Linked DNA regions of Nomascus leucogenys: region 2 is linked to region 1. The links are chromatin contacts, called in public Hi-C maps. All regions are on one chromosome and are shown on one strand. Each heading gives the region's core, a stretch centred on a gene start, on an enhancer-like site or on the middle of the called end of the contact. The rest is flanking DNA. Distances are from core to core; before and after follow the strand shown.

Region 1 (6,790 bases), core at 1,799-4,298:
CTCTGGCTGCCCGTGGAGGTAACCAGCTCAACCACACACCCTTTCCAATTTTTCTCCCACCCCTGTCTCATTCTTTTCACTGTCACTGCTGCTTACTGGAGTCACCTCTCAGATAAGCCACCTCTACAAATTTTCTGGTCTCAGGCTCTGCCACTGAGCTAAAATGTAAGTCTATTTGGGCTCTTTCCCTCCAAAAGTCCCTCTGGAGCCCACAGACTCCTGGGTGATGATGTGATCCCTTGGTCTGGCTGCTGCCTCTGATCACCTCCTCCCTGCTGCTCTGTCCCGTGCCCTCGGCCCCTCCTGTGTGACCCTTGCTCCAGCCATGCCAGGCCATGGCAGTTCTCTGAAGGGCCCTGCAGTGTCACACTCTGGTGCCTTTTCATAGACTGGAGCATCCTTTCTTTACCCTTCCCCAGCTCATCTCAAGTTCAGCTGGAGCCGCTCCTTGTCTAGGGTCCTGTTCCTCTTTTCCACCATCCTGGAAGTGTCTACGTAGCCACCTCTTTCTCCTTTTTGACTTTGTGCTGCTTTTTAGGGCAGAGACTACACACACCCTATTCAGTTTTAGATTCTGGACACAGTGCTGAGCTGGGGCACAGTTCAAACTCAGTGTCTGTTACATGGCAGAAGGGGTAGGGGCAGGGCCAGGCTGAGCAAGGCCCAGAGACGGGCATATGCATGGTGGCCTGGTGCGTTCCTGGATTGACAAGTGGACCACATGTCCGAGGTCCCTCACTCCAGCATCCAGTTTCTCCCAGATTTGATCTCTCTCATCTTTTCAGCTTCAGCTCCTAAACCTCTCCTCTGGTTCAGAGCTCTAATTCCACCAGCATCTGTCCTGCCCTGAACACATTCTGTGTTCTCAAGCCACTGTGACTCAGGCCATGCTCGTCCCTTTGCCTGGATGGCTTCCCTTCCCCCTTGGCCTTCCACCCTGCTAGGGAATTTCTCCCTGCCTGTCAAGGCCTGTATCAGATACATCTGCATCCATAAGCCCTTCTCTGCCAGGAACTGTGCTTTGTACATCATGGGTTCTTAGGAAAGCTTATTGTGGATATATTGGGTGTATTGGGTAGGGTGGGGGTCATGTATGTATTTATTTAACAAACATTTACATAGAGCTTAGTATATTCTAGGCACTATTCTACATGCTGTACCCATATGAACTAATTTAGTATATATAACAATCCTATAAGGAAGGTACTGTTATTGTTCCCATTTTACAGATTATAAAACTGAGGCACAGAGAGGTTAAGTAACTTGTCCAAGGTTACACTGCTAGAAAGTGCTAGAGACAGGATGTGTTGACCCAAGCGGAGCAGGAGAGATGGTGACAGGTTTCTTTTTAAATCAATGCTATGGAGTAGATGGAGAAATCAATTGCTTGGTGTTTCTTTTTTTTTTTTAATCTAAATTTTAGATCTGGTAGGTCCATGTGCAGGTTTGTGACATGGGTGTATGGTGTGATGATGAGGTTTTGGCCTCTATTGATCTTTTCACCCAGATAGTAAACATAGTACCCAGCAGGAGGCTTTTCAGCCCTTGCCTCCCTCCTTTCCTCCTTTAGGCATACCCAGTGTCTTTGTTCCCATCTTTACGTCTGGGTGTGCTCAGGCTTTAGCTCCCCCTTGTAAGTGATAACATGCAGTATTTGGTTTTCTGTTTCTGTGTTAATTCACTTGGGATACTGGCAAATCAACTTCCCCATCTGGGAGCTCTGTGGCTGAGCTGGGCTGAGGACAGCAGCTTTCAGAAACCCTGCAGGTGTCCGGGACATCTGGCCACAGGGGCCACTGAATGGCTCTAGAGGCCCAAGCTTCAGGTAGGCCATGAGTATGGGCCTGGCCTTCATCAGGCAGGGCAAGGGACGAGGCTTCCTGGCAGGAAGTCTGCTCCTCTGACTTGCACCAGCCTCCTTTCTACTCTGCCTTGGAGAGTGCGGTGGGAGATGGCAAAGAATATCCAGGATAAGATCTGCAAATGGATGAAGGGTTCACAAGAAGACCCCGGGATTAGCAGGCAGGGACTTTGACTCAATGTGCTGAGTGATTTCAGCAGCAACTCACTTCCCCTCTATGGGCCTCAGTTTCTCCATTTGTGAAATGCAAAGATTGGGCTGGATGCTCATGAAGGACTCTCCCAGCATGTTCTTTAATAATTCTAGCTGCATAGGTATTATCTTGGGGAGCAGAAGAGGGGAGGGAAATTGGGATATCTTATGGGCTGAATTTATATATTCAAAATTCATATGTTGAAGTCTGAACCTTCAGTATCTTCAAATGTGACTGTACTTGGGAAGGGTCTTTAAGAGGTAATGAAGGTTTAATGAATAACTGGAGTGGGCCCTAATCCAATATGACTGGTGAACTTACAAGAAGAGGATAATAGGTCACAGACACCCACAGAGGAAGGACACGTGAAGACGCATGGAAGAGACGGGCATTTTCAAGCCCAGGAGAATGGCCTTAGAAGACACCAAACCTGCTGACACTTTAACCTTGGACTTCTGGCCCCTAAAATTGTGAGAAAATAAATCTGTATTCTTTTAAGATACTCAGTCTGTGGTACTTGGTTCTGACAGCCCTGGCAAACCAATGCAAGGTAACACCATCAGCTGATCCAACTGCAGTGTCCTCCAGTCACAGTACCATGGTTCCTGTGGGGTCAGACTAGCCAAAGAGTATGGGAGGCAAGGGGAGGGGCTCAGCATAGATCATCTCGAACAACACACATTGAGCCTGCTTTGCAGTCAGGGCTGAATTGGCGCACCCTAACCCTGCCCTCAAGGAGCCCTTGATCCCACGAGGGAGACGGACTTACAGTGAGGAATGCTTGTTGTGTGAATCATGCGGTGATGAAACATACGCAGCACAGACACAGGCCTGGGAAGGGAATAGTCCATTGTCCAGATGACTTCACTGAGGAGAGCTTGGAAGGGCCAGCTGTGGTGTCCAGCAATCAGAGAATGGAGGGAAGAGCATCCCAGCGGAGGGATCAGCATTTGCAAAGGCACAGAGGCACAAACAATTCCCTGGGGCAAGTGAAATACGAGACTGGAGAGCAAAGCTGGGGAGGCCCTGAGGGAATGCAGCTTATAAACATGGGGACCCTGGAGCCAGCCCATTGGAACTCAGCAGGGCCACTTCCTAGCTGGGTGACCCTCAGCAGGTTACTTGGCCTCTTGGAACCTCAGTGTTCTCATCTGCAAAACGATGATGGCGACAGTACCTACCTTAGAGGATTGCCTCAGAGACTAAGTAGATAAATATCTACAGCATGCTTTGAACAGTACCCTGCATGTGAATGGCACTTCAGCAACTCTGGCTGTCAGCTCGGCTTTGGTTTTCACACCTGCTCTCCCACAGAGTGGCTGAAATGATTATTTCATCAACCCTTTTGGTTGGGCACAGTGGGGAGTGAGGTCAGTGTAGAAAATCAATCTTCGTCAGCTAGAACTGGGAACTGAGAGGTGCAGAGTCTCCTGGAAATGCAAGGAGAACTTGCCAGAAAGCATTTCAGCAGGGTTCCAGGAGGCCTGCTGCTGAAGGGGGCAACCTTTGTGGCCCTAAAACTCTGTGACGCGCGTAGGGGAAGGAACTGAAAAGGGGACCTGAAAGATATGTTTTCTCAGTAATAGGCACAAGAGGCAGCAGGGGTGGAGGAACAGTGTTTCGGAGACTCTGAGGAGTAGAATTGCTGGCTCTCAGGGCTGGGAGGCCCTGTTTAACTTTACAGTGTTTGATATGATAAAAAGATGCAAATAGTTACCCTCATTTTTTTTTTTTTTTTTTTGAGATGGAGTCTTGCTCTGTTGCCCAGGCTGGAGTGCAGTGGTGTGATCTTGTCTTACTGTAACCTCCGCCTCCCGGGTTCAAATGATTCTCCTGTCTTAGCCTCCTGAGTAGCTGGGACTATAGGCATATGTACCCTCTTTTTATAATTAAAGATTTCTTACAAAGAAATCCAGATGTCCAGCTTCTGGTGGACACAGAATATCTGAGCACAGTAGCTGGCATTCCCATGCGGCAACCATCAGCAACAATTCAATGGCAGATGCCCCCACAGTAGGACATTTTCTTTCTCTGCCCCATCCCAGCAGGCATTTGCATGTAAGATTGCCAAGTCTAGCCCAACACTCTCCTTTTACAGATGAGGAAACAGTGGGGATGTGACTCATCCAATTTTACACATGTGAGCGACTCAGCATCGGATGAGATCTCAGGCCTCCTAACACTCAGTCACACATGCATTCCACACCTCTCCTTGCCTTCTTTTGCCTTAGTGCCCTGGTGGAAAGGGTAGAGGAGCAAGGGGACATGGTCTCCTTTTAGTTTTAGTTGATAATAACTATTAAGAAAAAGAGCAGCCATCAGTTAAATGTCTACAGTGCATCAGGGACTTCACACACATTTAAATCCTCATAACAACCCTGGAAAGTAAATATTATTATTCCTATTTTTCAGATGAGGAAACGGAGGTGCAGAAAGGTTAAAAAGCATGCCCGAGGTTGCTGGGGTGGTGTGCGATGAAGCTGGATCCTGAACCACGGTTGAGTGGACTCTAAAGCATTGTTGCAAGCCTGTTCTTAGGCTCTGGGGCATGCTAAAGTAGGAAAGTTCTGGAAGCTGTGGTCCAAGTTGTTTACTAGTGTTCCATTCAGACAGTTCAGGGCATGTCAGGGGAGGTTTCAAGTTGTTGAGTGTCCCATGAGCCTCGTGGGAGAGAGGGGACTTGATCTCCCTCCCTGGGACTGACCACCCATACCCCCTGCAGACATTTCTTATCATAGTTGGGGATTGGGGGACACCTTTAGGGGAAAGCTGGGGGTCCTGGCCAGGGCTCAGGAAGGAGGAAGGACTTATAAACTAGAGAGCCTTAACCATCTTCAAGGCACCCCCCACCCCCACCTCCAGCATCCCTATGCAGTGTTTAATGGCTTTAGTGGAGGGCTCCCCAGCACCACCAGCTGAGCTTAACATGGCTGTTGTTCCTTGGTGTTGAGGCTTCCTTTAGTTTGACTGTCTCCCTCATAAAGTGTCTGCTCCCTGAGTCCAGGGACCCCTTCCCATGTATCTCTATATCCCCATCATCTAGAATGTTGCTTGACTCATGATAGGTACAACAAATGTGTGGTTCTGGAATGGATGAATGAATGTACGATGCAGGATTCACTCCTTTCTGGGGTCAGATCGCTGGGGTTTAAGTCTTGGCTCTACCCTTACTAAATGAGTGACCTGGACAAATTATTTAACCTCTCTGGGACTCAGTTTCTACATCTGTGAAATGGAGACAAAAATCATGCTTATCTCATTGCTTATTGTTAAAATTAATATATTGCCCATAAAGTGCTTAGCACAATATCTTGTGCTGTCTGATATGGTGGCCACTAGTCACAGGTGACTATTTAAAATAACCAAAATGAACTAAAATTAAAATTGAGATTCTTCCATTGCACCAGCTGCATTTCAAGTTCTCAGTGGCTTCTATATTGGACAGCACAGATATAGAACATTTCCAGCATCACAGATAATTCTCCTAGACAGAGCTGGTGGAGAATATTGTAAGTGCTCTGTGATGCTAGCCATTTCTCGTTACAATTACTCCTGCTGTTATTGCCGCTGTCTCTCAACTCAAGGTGGAGGGTGATACTAGGTCACTACAGCAGGAGATTTGCCCCTGTGGCAGCCCAGGCTGAAAGTCCATACCCTGCATTTGCTTTCTTCTTGGAATGCTGTCCTGCAGACCTTCACCTGGTGACATCCTCCTTGTGCCAATGCCTGGTGGGACAGGCTTTAAGAAGCTTTTCAAAGGGAGAGCCCAGCATAAGAGCCTTCTTCTTCATGAGTCAAGCCTCCCTTTGAGAGCTGGAACTGGATTTCCTTCATCCCTGCCTCCCCAGTGCCTGGCACTGGGTAAGCACTCAGAATAAATTTGTTGGGGAATGAAGGAGCTGTGTCTGAAGGTTTGCATGGGTCTGAGACAGTGTGTTCACTCAGCTCCATGACTGCATCAAAGCATTTCTAATACCAGATGACTTACAGTGTGGAAGAAAGAGCAACTAGGAAACAGGTCTGTATCTGTGGCCAGGAGGCATGAGCCTCAGAAATGTTGGCAGGATGAGCAGCCTTAGAGAATGATGGCAGCACCCCGGGGAAACAACAGGAAGCATAAGTTGAGTGGTCCAGGGAAGGCGAATGGGCATCACAGAATTAAGAACTGTCTTGTGCGTGGGAGATTCTCCAAGACCTCTTGGATTTGAAAGGAAGAGCTGAGGTTTCAGTATATCTTTGGCAGGGGTGGGCAAGCCACAGGCCTCCCTTAGTTTCTGTTATGTGTCCCCGCTGCACTGATAGGGCCTGAGGAAATGAAAGTTAACCAGAAACAAGTATGTTTGGGTCTGTCACTTTAAAGAGTCTTCAGTTGGCTTCTCTTATCATTGGAGATTATTTCTTTTGTAAGTGTGTTTTCTTTGCATATTCTTTGCATATGTATTGTTTCAAGGAGAAATGGTAGCTTCCTGGGTGTTGACATCTGAGGCAAAGTTTTAGATTTAACTTGAGGTCATTTTAGTCGGCTCAGGCTGCCATGATAAAATACCATAGACTGGAGTCTTAAACAACAGACATTTATATCTTGCTGTTCTGGAGGCTGGGAAGTCCAAGATCAAGGTGTCAGCAGATTTGGCTCCTGCTGAGAGCTCTCTTCCTGGCTTGTGGATGGCTGCCTTCTTGCTGTGTCCTCACATGGTGGAGTGAGAGATTTTTTGTCTCTTTCTCTTCTTCTAAGT
Region 2 (7,471 bases), core at 729-3,228, 43 kb after region 1:
AAGTGTTTCATAAAGAGTATAGATCCAATAGTAGCACACGTGGACAGTATCTAGCATTTATTGGGTGCTTACTGTCTGCCAGGCCGTGTTCTAAGCCCTTGATATGCATTAACTCATTTAATACAATAATCCTATGAGATAGCTATTACCAATATTCTCATTTTACAGATGAGGAAACCAAGTCACAGAGGTGTGAAGTAACTTGTGCAAAGTGACGTATTTAATGAGTAACATAATTGAATTCAAGCCCAGAGAAATTCATACCTCAATTAATTCCACTGCCTCTCAAAGTATGACTGTCACAGCACAGAGTGGGTATTTAATTGTAAGTGCCTGGCACAGAGTAGGAGTTTAGTGAATGTTGAATCAGTGCTTTAGGCTTTTATGTGTTTTGATTGCCAAGACTAAAGGCAGGGAAGTCCCACAGATCAGTTACGAAAAAGGGCAAGTTTCTATTTGTTAAACTTATCTCTGCAAAACGTTTCCAGGTATGTCCCCGTTGTTGTGTATCCTCTCCTGAGCTGGCCTGCTCTAGATCCAGCACTTGATCTTCCTGAGGCAGGGAAGAGCCTGTGTCTCCAGGCAGACCCTGTGGCCAGGCTGTGTGTTGCATCCTCATTACCGCAGTCTCTGCAGGCTGCGGGACCGCATCCCTCTGCCTGAATATTCCTTTCCCTCTCTGCTGCAATTCTGTGCTGCCACCGTGATCTTCCGGGAAACATTCTTTTTGTCCTTCAAGGTCAATTCACATGGACTGTCCTCTGGAAGATCCCAACTGCCACCTCCATTTCTCAGTTCCCCCCCACCGGGCACACGTCTACATTATTTCTGTGTGCACACATTTATGACAAAGTGGTAAATGACGAGGGTTTTAGTGACAGACCCCTGGCTTTTAGCCTGGCTCTGCCACCCAGTGTGGGTCTCTCCACCCAAGCCTCAATTTTCCCATCTATGAAGTGGCGCTAATCGTAGTACCTACCTCTCAGGTTTTTGTGAGGATTAAGTAGAAGAGTGCATATAAAGCACTTGAGAAATGAACGTGTCAACTGCTGCATATGTGCTCCTGGTTCTTTTATTTTTCTAAAAGGTGAGTCCTTCACACCCTGGCTTACCCCTGATACATCTTTGCGTCTCTGGTGATGAGTAGAGTTCCTGCCACACAGTCGGTGCTCCATACATGACAATCAAACTGAAGTTCAGTAGCAGGCATTTGCTGAGCACTTACTATGTACTAGGTGCTGAGTATGCCAAGATGGGAAGCCGCCAAAAGGTCGAGATGCATTTATGTAAAGACAGCTAATGAGAGACTGAATGGGTCCCAGTATGATGCAGTCATTGGCTCGTTTATTCATTAAGGCTTTTGTTGCACCAGGTTCTGGGGAGATAGATATGAATAAAATGCATTCCTGGTCCTCGAAGGGGCATGCATGTTTGCAAAATGTACAATAGGAGCGAATGACTGCTGTTGTAGGGGTATGAACGAGGTAGACCCTGGGGCTCAGAGGTCAGAGCCAGCCAGGGATTGCAGATGGGTTTGTAATGGCAGGGGCCAGGGGAGCTGGGGGAGATGGACGGTGCTTTTGTACTTGCTGACCCTTCGCTTGGGATGCTGTTCCTCCTCCACATCCTTCTAGCCTCAGAGGGCCTGTCCCCTCCTCAGTGCGTCCTCCTTGGGAAGCCCACCTCCTCATCTGTCTGTCACTGTGCTCTGTTCATTTCTTCTGAAGTGCTAACCACAATCCACAGTGACTAAAAGGCAGAGAAGGAAGGAAACCAACACTTCTTGAATACCTACTAGGTGCCAGGCACCGTGATCGTCCATTGACACACATTATTTAATTAATCTTCTCAACACTCCTGGGGTACCAGAATTATTATCGTCATTTTGCAGACTACAACAGAGGTCCTAAGACGGCACGTATCTTTGCCCAAGGTCACCAGCCGGAAACAGGAATGGAACTAGAATCAAGGCTAGCTGCCATTCCACACCCGCGGCACTTTCATGGCAACGGGAGAGGCCAGGTAGGAAAGAGAGGAAGTAGAGTGACTCATTTACCGCCCCAGGCATTTCAGCAACAAGTAAGTGATTTCCCTAATTCTGGTCTGCTATTAATACAGACTTGGCAGCTAAGAACTAAGTTGCAGAAAAACAGGTTTTCTTCCTAACTCAGCAGCACCACCTGCAGCATCTAAGGGAACACTGCAAAAATGATCAGCAGTGGGAACTCTGGTCTTTGCTGGAGCCCCGAGAGGGTATCATGAGGGAGGAAACTGAGGCATCATCCAGTCACTTTTCATCTTTAAAAGGAGCAAATTGAGACCAAGAAAGGAACTTACTTCAAGTCACAAAGTTAGTGATGGCATATTTGAAGGTGTATCCCTCCTGACTCCTAGTTCAGTACCCCTTCTCCTCACTTTCCCTTTCATCTTTCTTCTTCTTCTTCCTCCTTCCCTTCTCCTCCTCCCCTACCTTCCTTCCTCCTCCTCATCTTCTCTCTCATTTATTCACTAAGCAAACATTAATTGGGCACTTAATAGATCTTGAGCATATTCCTCTTTGTGGGATATAAATATGGATAGCTAACGTTTTCTTTTTGTGTTATTGCCTGGATTAACTGACACTAACAATGTACTTCATAATTACAACTAAGATGCATTGAGCGTGAGTGTGTGCCAGGCACCATGCTGAGGCTTTATCTCAGTTACCCTCACAGATGAGGACACTAAGGCTTAGGGAGGTCTAGGAACATGCCCAGCATGGCTCAATGAGTTGTAAAGCTGGGATTGAAACCCAGATCCTTCTGACTCCGGGGCCAGAGATCTTAACCGTTATGTTATATTTACTCTTTAAAGTATCTAAGGTTAATTCAAGAAGTATCCATACTCTAAAAGAATTTTGCTCCTATTTAAAATAATGACTTTTTTTTTTTTCTTTTTGAGACAGAGTCTTGCTCTGTCGCCCAGGCTGGAGTGCAGTGGATCTTGGCTCACCGCAACCTCTGCCTCTTGGGTTCAAGTGATTCTCCTGCCTCAGCCTCCCGAGTAGCTGGGATTACAGCATGTGCCACCACACCTGGCTAATTTTTGTATTTTTAGTAGAGACAGGGTTTCACCATGTTGCCCAGGCTGCTCTTGAACTCCCGACCTCAGGTGATCCTCCCACCTCAGCCTCCAAAGTGCTGGGATTACAGGCGTGAGCCACTGTGCCTGGCCTAAAATAACTACTTATTTCTTGTCTTAGAGTGGTGCTGATTCTCTTGTCAAATTAATTGCTTCTTAAATCCCTAGGAGTTTATGTTAAGGTTTATCTAGGTACCAGGCATTGTGCTAGGTGCCAGGGATACTGCCAGTGACTATAGGTCAGTTAGGAGTCCATGGCCTTGTAGGTGTCAGTTGTGATACAAGGCAAGCCACAAAACACATCCTGATGGAAGCGCCGTACAACTCCAGGGAGCCCAGTCACAATACAGCTGGTGGAAATGGCACCTCCTGACTTGTGCAGTGCACTGACTGTGCGACTGTATATGGTGTCCCTGATCGAATGGGATGGGAGCATGGGTCAGGGGCAAGGAGGCAAGGGATAAGAACAAACACTTCTGCCTCTACAGGGCAGGGAGGCTTCACAGCAAAGGGCACTGGAGTGTGAATGCTCTCAAAGCTGTAAAAACCTTAATTTCCTGTTCTTTTCACCTGGGAGATAGTCGTCAAGGTTTGAGGAAATACGTCTCTGTGTTTTGACCTGCAAGGCAGGAAACGTATTTGTTTCCATTTCTTGCATTAGCTACTAAGTTGCATTTCTTTTACATTCCCAGGAATCTTACTTTTATTCTCATTTTTGGGTAGATGGGTAGTTTCTCTTTCCAGTGTAGTTGGTTCTTGAAATTAGAGCTTAACAACTGTAGGAGGGTGTCCAAAACCAGAAGATCAAGCGTGGGCAACCTTGCAGCCATTTAGGGGATTCTCTGCCAGAACCAGAGGGAAATCGACGGCAGCCCAGAGAGGGGAGCGCCTGTCTCATGACCATCTCTGCCACTGAAGATGGCACCATGTGGAGGTGTTTCCTCAGTACACGCTCAGCTCTCTTGGTTCTTCCTAAATATCCTCATTAACCAAGAAGACTGCTTTTGCATGTGTAAAAATTTTACTTTCTTTAACTTATAGCAGAAAACAAAAGGGATTGTTTTCATTTCCCAAATATAAAATTATCGTATAATGACTATTACCATTCCCCGTAGTGCAGCCTGAAGGTGGTAATTCAGACCTTTCTGGGCGGGGTGTGGTACTGAGTGACAATCTCAGGATTGGATTGTGTCAGTCACTAGAAGGATGCCGAGGGCACAAAGATGTAAAGAGCAAAACAAACACCAGCAACAGTAACAATGAGAAAACAACAATGAGAGACCCTTCCAGGCCTCCAGGAGCTCCAGGCCCCTTCGTTGCTGCCTTTGCAACCACAGACTGCCCTTTTGAAACAACCACTGTGGGAAAGGATGTGGGGATGGAGAAGTACCCTGTCACCAGTTGGATGACAAGATGCTCTGCCCCTTCATGTCAGAGCAGGGGAAACCTTGGCCAGCAAGGTGGAGGGAGGAGAGATGGGGGAGATCATTCTCTCTTCTGGTCTGCCCTAGGAGAAAGATGCTAATCAGCCTTTTGATTTCTTTCTTTCTTTTTTTTTTTTTTTTGAGACCGAGTCTCGCTGTCTTCCAGGCTGGAGTGCAGTGGTGTGATCTTGGCTCACTGCAAGCTCCGCCTCCCGGGTTCACGCCATTCTCCTGCCTCAGCCTCCCGAGTAGCTGGGACTACAGGCATCCGCCACCACGCCTGGCTAATTTTTTGTATTTTTAGTAGAGACAGGGTTTCACCGTGTTAGTCAGGATGGTCTCGATCTCCTGACCTCGTGATCCGCCCTCCTCGGCCTCCCAAAGTGCTGGGATTACAGGCGTGAGTCACCGTGCCCGGCCTTGATTTCTTATTGAATTGGAGCACTAAGGTTCTTTTCTTTTCCATGTAGTGTGCTCGATAGGTATTTGATAGCCAGTGTGGGACCACAATCAGCCCAGAAAACCTTGTTTTCATGGAAAAATGAATTTTGAAGTCCAAACAATTGCCCTGGAAATCAACTAGTGGAACATATCCGTTTGGTGAGTTGAAGAGCCTCTGCTTTTTATGATTGTAAAGTTAATGTTGTGAAAAGAGCTATGAACTGGGAAGCTGATGCCCGGGTTCCAGGCTGCCTGGAGGCAGCTGTGCCATTGTTTTGGGCAAGTCGCATGGTTTTCCTCTTTGGACTCTCACCTATAGAACCAGGACTTGGACCAGATGAACTCCACGCTCCTTTGGGCTCTGCCTTTGGGACCTTGGGTGTCTTTGTTGGGTTATTTTCATTTCCAGCACATTGTTGCATTTCTTGCTAAATAGAAGGCTTCTTTGGACCAGGACTTGTGGGCTCCAGATGCATTTGTCACTCTTGTGTCACCTGGTTTCTGGCTGGGTCCAGCCAGAGGGAGGCACTGGCAGAAGATCAAAGGGGATCAGGAAAGGAGAGACCAGGGTGTTTCTCCTCCCCTCGGCCTTCAGAGGTGTCTCTGGCAGAGAGGTTGCATTTCTTCCTTGCTTCTAGCTCCTGCCACGGTTCCAGTTTCTTACAGGGTAAGCCTAAGCCTTGGGTTGCTGCGATCCTGCCTCTTCCTGTTGTTCCACCAGCTTAGGGGTGATAGTGGCTTCCTGCTATTATTCATCTCTGAATTGAAAGACACTATTTTCTGGTTGTCTTTCCTGCTCTTCACCTAGGTAACCCATTCTCTATATTAATTTCCCCTGGTTTCAAATACCTAGAGTGGTTTCTGTTTACTTGGTTGGACTTTGACTGGGGCATTTAAACTTTTATTGGTTTTACCTTGTAACAGCGAACAATAAAGACGACGATAATGCTGATGATTATAACTCCTCGCTCGGTGTACAACCTCACATATTACAGAGCTTTCAGGTTCTGTAATTTGAGTCTGCTAATAACTGCATGATGTAAGAAGGGCATTTATCATTAATTCCTCTTTACAGAAGAGGAAATGATGTCACTCAGCTCACATAGCTGGTGGGTCTTGATAGACTTGGAACCAGAACCCAAGGCTTTTGATTCCTCATCTAGTTTTCTTCTCCAGGTTGTCCCTTTAATTTCCACCATTACCCCACCCTTCCCACTGGAATAGTGCCTTACTGCTGTTCCTTCAGGATGGTGTTTTCCACAGTGTGGCACAAACCGTAAGCCAAAGATGTATTAGTTATCTATTGCTGTGTAACAAATACCGCAACACTGAGCCGTTTAAAGTAGCATCATTGCTGTGTTGGAAACGTTCCAGAATGCACTGATGCTTTCTTCTATCTCCTGTATTCAGGGCTGATTGTGCACCCAGAAACTGAGGAGTGAGCTCAGCCTGAGAAGGCATTGAGGTTGCATTTGAGAGCAGTTTGGCTGTGGTGTGATGAGGAAGAGGTGGTTGGCTGGTGTTTGCACTGTGCAGCACTGAATAAGCAGGCTTCTGCCCCAGCAAACCCTGTAAAAAAAAAATAAAAAAAAAAGCAGCCTCCAGTTGTGGGGCCAGGCCAAGGGGGTAAATATAAGCTCATTTACATTACAGTCTTTAGATCGGAAAAACCACGGTATTTCTCTCTTTCCGCATTTCGCACTGAATGTCTAGTGTGCTGCCTCACTCTAGAAGGCTAGGCGGAACCCTGTCCTGTGGGGCTTACAATATCATTAGGAAGAGAATATTTCATATTCTTAAGTCCCTGGGGACCCTAGCCTTTGAGGAGGATCAGGGCCACAATATCCATTACACCTTTTATTTTATTGATTGTCAATACATATTTGTATTTGCTTTATGTTTACCTTATGTCGGTCTCTTATCTTACTGTCTGGGATCCCCTGCCAAGGGTCTCATCTTAGTTATTTCTGGAAGTCCCAGGGAACAGCTCATATGTCCATGTGAACTCCATCCCCCTGTCTCTCATGTAGTGTTTACTCTACTGTTTTCCAGCTCCAGCTTTCTGCTCTGATGTCTGCACTCAAGCTTTGGAGGCTTTTGCCAAGGTTGGTGTGGCTGGTGCCTGCACTGGGGATCCCACATTCATCCAGTGTCACCTTGTGATTCATCCTGACCCGACGCCTCTGTCTTTTTGCATCTTGTTTACTTACATTTGCCCCAAAGCAGGGCCACGTTGCCTCCCAGTAACTCAAGGAGATTTTAATAAAGTAATTCTTTTTTTTTTTTTTTTCTGTTTCAGCATTCACCCTCACAGGTTCTGGAACAAGCTCCAAGGCAGAGGTAAAGAAGCGTATCTGGGCACGTCTGAGCCGTTGCACTCAGCTTGTCCCTCTACTTTCCATGATTGCTCCACTTACCACACTGGATAGTGTCCCACATGGTCCCTTTAGGATGGTGTTCTCTGAAGTGTGGGGCACAGACCATTG

What was found. Hi-C and Micro-C count contacts between places; a contact is called where the count stands out from the background.
Region 2: a contact with region 1 is called in a Hi-C map of a lymphoblastoid cell line, with 6 times the contacts expected there. The contact joins two enhancer-like sites. A contact is called at or near these places in 2 of 4 Hi-C or Micro-C datasets (a lymphoblastoid cell line and an unstated tissue).

What each region holds. Positions count from the first base shown.
Region 1 is chr16:77,673,328-77,680,117 of Asia_NLE_v1, forward strand. No RefSeq gene overlaps it. Among named protein-coding and RNA genes, the nearest start is that of TRIB1, 170 kb to the left of the region's middle. Within about 2 kb of position 3,049, the one cell type or tissue checked has an H3K27ac peak away from gene starts, as active enhancers do. A contact at or near this core is called in a lymphoblastoid cell line, where this site is marked.
Region 2 is chr16:77,717,288-77,724,758 of Asia_NLE_v1, forward strand. No RefSeq gene overlaps it. Among named protein-coding and RNA genes, the nearest start is that of TRIB1, 210 kb to the left of the region's middle. Within about 2 kb of position 1,979, the one cell type or tissue checked has an H3K27ac peak away from gene starts, as active enhancers do. A contact at or near this core is called in a lymphoblastoid cell line, where this site is marked.